2 separate regions of the Cricetulus griseus genome follow, and region 1 is linked to region 2. The links are chromatin contacts, called in public Micro-C maps. All regions are on one chromosome and are shown on one strand. The core of a region is the stretch at or near the end of the contact, and the rest is flanking DNA. Distances in the headings are between cores, read along the strand shown. Region 1 has its middle 40 kb from the start of Gcnt3. Region 2 holds the start of Gtf2a2 (transcription initiation factor IIA subunit 2).

What was found. A called contact is a pair of places that touch in the nucleus more often than the background predicts.
Region 1: a Micro-C map of the CHO-K1 cell line shows a contact between it and region 2, with 2.4 times the contacts expected there. The contact joins the enhancer-like site here to the promoter of Gtf2a2 in region 2. A contact is called at or near these places in 3 of 8 Hi-C or Micro-C datasets (the CHK-Q cell line and the CHO-K1 cell line).

Annotation. Positions count from the first base shown.
Region 1 is chr4:181,611,836-181,614,585 of CriGri-PICRH-1.0, forward strand. No RefSeq gene overlaps it. Among named protein-coding and RNA genes, the nearest start is that of Gcnt3, 40 kb to the left of the region's middle. Within about 2 kb of position 1,311, at least 2 of the 6 cell types and tissues checked have open chromatin away from gene starts, as enhancers often do. A contact at or near this core is called in the CHO-K1 cell line, where this site is marked.
Region 2 is chr4:181,546,861-181,549,668 of CriGri-PICRH-1.0, forward strand. Gtf2a2 (transcription initiation factor IIA subunit 2) reads left to right here and starts at 1,513. Exons shown (of 4, transcript XM_027411253.2): 1 at 1,513-1,661. Bnip2 (BCL2/adenovirus E1B 19 kDa protein-interacting protein 2) reads left to right here. Exons shown (of 10, transcript XM_027411248.2): 10 at 1-743.

The DNA of each region.
Region 1 (2,750 bases), core at 61-2,560, 65 kb after region 2:
GGGTGGAAAAAAACCCCACGGCCCTAGTCCACCATCTTCATTTTAGTAGACAGAAAGCTCCAGGCTGGAAGGGTCTGGGGTTTTAGCCAGGTGGAGTTAGATTAGAACCCTGACTTCTCAATGCCAAGCTCAGGGATTTAACCAAGCTGCCATGGCACCGGCTGTGAGTGGGTAGGTAGTTAAGCTGGGACAGTTTTTCAAGCAGTCGCCAGTGTGGCAGGGGCTAGGTCACAGATGGGCTCAGATGTGATCTGTCCTGATTTCCTTATTGATTCAAGATTGATCCCAATGGGCTCCATCTATGCTTCCCTTATGAATTTTTTTTTGAGAGAGTCTTTGTAGAGGAAGTCCACACAGCCCTGCAAGCAATTATGTTCTAAGATGTTATCTGTTTAAGTGAATGTGTGGGAGGGGGTGGAGGAGTTGGGTGCACATGCCAACTCACACATGTGGTAGTCAAAAGGTAACTCTGTGGAGTCTATTTTCTACTATCTTCACACAAGTCCAGGGATTGAACTCAGGTAGCTGGGCTTGCAGGACAAGTGCCTTTACCTGCAGTCATCTCTCCAATCCCTACAATGCTGTCTGAAGGCAGATTCTCAAGTACACACAGACTTATTACTGAGGGCCTTAGAACAGGCAGATTACATAAATCTCCAACCCATTCTTATCTTCCATAATTTCTCAATGGCTTTCAATCAAGTCCAAATTATTTTTCTTGATACTCAAGATTCTGTAGTCACCAGCCACTGTCAACACTCTGAGGACACACTGCCAACTTACGTGATTTTCTGCCCTCAGCCTGGCCATCTTCCACAAAGCATCTGGAGACACCAAGCTAAAACATCAATCAGATCACATCTCTCCTTCACTGACAAGCATCCAACTGGTTCCTGCCCCAGGCAAACAAAGCTTGCTTACATAGTTGGCCCTCTGCCACATCTATGGTCATTTCTTCCTTTTCTACTTCTCTTCCCCTAGCTCTCATTATGGATCCCTGGCGATTTCCCCCACAGAAGCATCTCCTTCCTCAAAGCCTTTGTACTCACCTGTGTTCTATTCCCAGTATCTGTATATCTGTATGTTTGCATGCTCTCTCTGTGTCTCTGTCTCTCTCTCTCTCTCTCTCTCTCTCTCTCTCTCTCTCTCTCTCTCTCTCTCTGTGTGTGTGTGTGTGTGTGTGTGTGTGTGTGTGTGTGTGTAGGAGTCAGTTCACTTCTCCTATGTGGGACCCAGGGATTGAGTTCAGGTTATTAAGCTCTGCAACAAGAACCCACTGAGATACCGTGCTGGCCCCTAAATGTTCTTTTCCAGTGAAGGAAATGGCTCACTCCTTAGTCATCACCTTCACAGACAGACTCTCCACTGGCTGATCACCCACTTTATAATCAGCCCTCTTTTTCAATTAATTTGCTGATTCATTGTGTTTATTGCCTGTCTCCTCCCACTGTGAATAGGTTGGTTTATTTTTCTTTCACTGATGTATTTGCAGTGCCCAGAACAGAATATAGCACACAGTAGGTGCCTTATAAGCATTTCTTGACTGAATTATGGCCATGGGACCTCACGGATAGTAAGGGATGGAATTTGTTAAAGTAGTTTACTTAGTTACCTGCCCAAAGAAAAGACAAGATGTAGGTAGACAATCATGCTTCAGAGGGATGTTTTCAAAATTGAAGGAGTCTGGGAGGGGTCAGGGTGCACAAAAGTTTATTTAAGGAAATTAGGAAAAGAATCAGCAAGAAAAAGTAGTAGAATAATTCACTAAAGCAGACAAAAGTTTATAGGCAGGCCTCAGTTCTCAGGGCTCAACCCCAAATGTCAGCATCCATGAGGAAGACGAAAAAAGATTCATGTAACCAGCATGCACGGAATCAATAGAGGCATAAAAATAATTACAGATATGCAGAAGACAAGAGAGGTGAGATTAAGCATTTACTCTGTACTTCAGATAAGAGTGTTGGCAGAGCACAGAGGCTGGAGAGACATCGGGGAATTTGCTGTGTCGATAGGGCCAGATGGGAAGCAATGACTGTGTCTCTTCTGGTAATATCACTGACCTCTCCTCCTTGACATCATAGTAACTGCCAGGTTTACAGCTATGGTGGCCCAGCTCAAGGCTGAACATGTGATTGTAGATGTTCTGACTAGATGTGGATTCTCTGGAAATGCATTATCAAGACCTATGGGTATCAAGGACAGGTCATTTTCTTGCTGGAATGATGAAGTCCAGGAATCACTGCTGGATAGGGAGGGACTCATGGGGAAAAGAACCATTACACACTTCCCATCAATCAAATAAGAGAAAATTATACTGCCTCCAGCCAGCTGTGTGTATAACACCTGTGGTCTACAGGGTCACTGTGGAAAAGACTTTTCATTGCTTGGTGCATGGGATCCTCTACATGGAGAAGTGGAGTCTAGCCTTCAGACAATAAACATTTCATTTTGCTGTGAGGAGTTATGTCCTCCTTTCTCATCACAACCCTGCCTTCCTCACTGTCTCTTCCATAGCCTCTCCCCACACGTCCCTTCTTAGATCTCAAGAGTGTTTTAACCCATTTCTCTCTGTTCTGTTTCCAGGAACCTTCACATGGAACACCTTTGAGCTGAAGGGTGTTCATTTGAGGGAAAAAAAAGGATTTTCTTTTTTCTGGAGTCTTAACAAGTCAATATTCATTCAGTTCATTATTTACCCTTCTACCTAAGCCTATCATTAAATGGGGATTTCATTAAAATATCTACCAAGT
Region 2 (2,808 bases), core at 263-2,762:
AGTTGAAATGCCAGGTGGTGGTGGTGCATGTCTTTAATCCCAGCATTCAGGAGGCAGAGAGGCAGGCAGATCTAGGAGTTCGAGACCAGCTTGATTGACGAGCTAGTTCCAGGACAGCCTCCAAAGCCACAGAGAAACCCTATCTCAAAAAAAAAAACAAAAACAAAAAACAAAAAAACAACAAAAAAATAGTTGAAAACTTTGGAATCTGAGTTTTTGTGTATTTGTATATTCAGTTTGACAGGACAAGAACTTGATAACTGTCAGCTCCTCCATTGAACCTTTGTATACAGACTTCAAAAAGGCAACTGTCCTCCTAAGAGTTACTTCATTGTTTACTTACAGAAACCTAACTAGTAGATATTGATATTGTGGGATGCTGGCTTGCACAGCCTTGGGGTGCTGTTCACAAAAACCACAATTCAGAGTTCATCAGACACTATTGCACTTTGAATCATACTTCAAAGATATTTTCATTACAAGCTCACAGCTGTCATTTAGACAAAATTAACTTACTGACATTTTTTGCTATCTTGGATTGTATTGACTGGCCTAGAACATTTCAGTGAGAATTCAGTCTGATTGCAGGCTACTGTAGCTTACGGTTCTAGTCAGTGAGCTGCCACTGACAAGCAAATGTGCTGTTTCCTCTTCTTTGGACTTATGAATACAGCGTGTGTCCTAATTTGTTGCACAGATCCTACAATGTTAATAATGCGTTTTAATAAATTAGTTGGAATATACATTTGTGCCTTGTTTTTTTTGTCTTTAATTATGTTAACTTTTACACTTGAGTTATCTGGTAAGCCTTTCAAATAGCAGGCCTTTACTACCCTGCAGTGTGGGTGCTACTAAGTCTTTTGACTTGATGACGAGTTCGGCCTGTATAACATCTTAACATTATTTGAACTTTAATCAGACTTATAGTTCATAGTTTAGGATTATTTTATTCTAGGATACAAGGATATGGTTTTTAAAAGCTAAATAAAAGCACTGGGGGTGGGGGCGGGGAGTAAAAAGCACTCGGAAGGCAGCGGCAGGAGGATCTCTATGAGTTCGAGGCCAGCCTGATCTACAAAGTAAGTTCCAGGACAGCCAGGGCTGTTACACAGAGAAACCCTGTCTCGAAAAACCAAACAAAAAGGCTAAAAGGGAAAACACAGCATGGCACAAAGGTGTACCTGTTTCATTATCAGACCTCGGGTTTTTGCACTGACCCCAAAATCACAACTCAAATACTCGCTGGCCATCTGCTGTGCACATAACTGCTGTTTTCAAAGCAGAAAGCCAAACACTGAAAGCTGCTACCAAAAGGAATCTTGAGATTCTGAAATTCAGAACAGCCACCACGTATTTGCTTCAGTATTAGGTCTTCCAAACGAAAAGAATTAACGACTCACAAAACAGCTCGCTGGGCTAAACTCGGGCTAGCATGTGAGACGCCCCGCGGGCTTGGGGTTCCCCCGCCCAAGCAGGAGAGGCCCTCGCCTTCTCGGAAGCAGAGGTGGGGGCCACCGGTGGCTCTCGTGGCGTCACCTCCGGGTCACACAAGCACTTCCGGGTCACTGGCCCAGCGCTGTGGTTTCCGTGGCTGAGGAGGTGGTCGCGGCGGGCACCCTGCCCGGCTCTGCTAGCGCCGCGGCGGAAGCGCCTTCCCTCAGGTAGGGGGCGGCGGGGCCGGGAGCGGGGGAGCCGCGGCGGGGCGGGCGGTAGCGAGCGCTGTGGCCGCCGGAAGCCGCCCCCAGGCAGACGCGGCCGCGCGGGAGCAGCCGCCTTCCCGCTCTCCTCAGGCCGCGCTCGGTGGACGCGCGTCTGGCTCAGACACCGGAACCAAGCGCCCCCGCTCCATCTCCACCGTGAGGAGGGAACGCCGCAGTTCTGCAGCTGTCGCCACCTTAAAAGATTGGAGATGGCCGAGGCATCTAGTTTGAGCAGACGTTGAAGTCGCTCCTCGCTGTTTTCTAAATAATGCTTAGTTGTCAGAAGGGAGCGTGGCACGGCTCTCTGCTGGGCCGTTTTCAAGTTTGTAATCTCCCTGACCTTTTTCGCCTCTTCTCAAAACACCTGTACTGACCGGCGTTTACCTTCAACGGACTAAATGTTTCGTTTGACTCCCGTCGTGGGTCAGGTACTGTTCTCGGCCCGCAGGTTTCCTCAGGGAGTAAAACACAAAGATCCATGCCCTCGTGGACCTTACATTTTATGCAGAGAATAAATATAAGACCGTTATGTAACTTGGCATATGGTGCCAACAAGAAATTTGAGCGAGCTAAAAGGTACGGATTAGTTCACTAGTGGATGTGGGAGTCCGCAGTGTTTAGGCGTTGTTGGGTGGGAGCTATTTGGGCAAAGATGAGTTTTGTGTGTTAGTCAAGTTCCGATCTGCGCAAGAACATTTCAGGCAGAAAGAACAGCCATCAGAAAGGCAGAGACGTGCCTGTCATGCTCGGGAAGTTGGGGTGTGCAAGGGGGAGACAGATAGTAGGTAAGACCAGACATGAAAGGTAGCCACATTGTCAGTGCTGATGAAAGCTGTGGGAGAAAAGGAATTTTTCTAGCCCATGTTTTCAAAAGATAACTCCAATGTAAACTATAAAGAGCTTGGGGAACAAATTTAGCATAAAGGAAATGGGGACACCATTTGCACCATCCAAGTGACTTGTAACAGTGGCTCAGAACAAGGAAGTAATAATAGGCATGTGGAGAAATGATTGGATACTGCATCCATTTTGAAGGTTGTGTTTACAAGATTTGCTAGGAATTGGACATCTTTGTGGTTTACAACTTCAAAGGTCTTCTTGTCTAAGC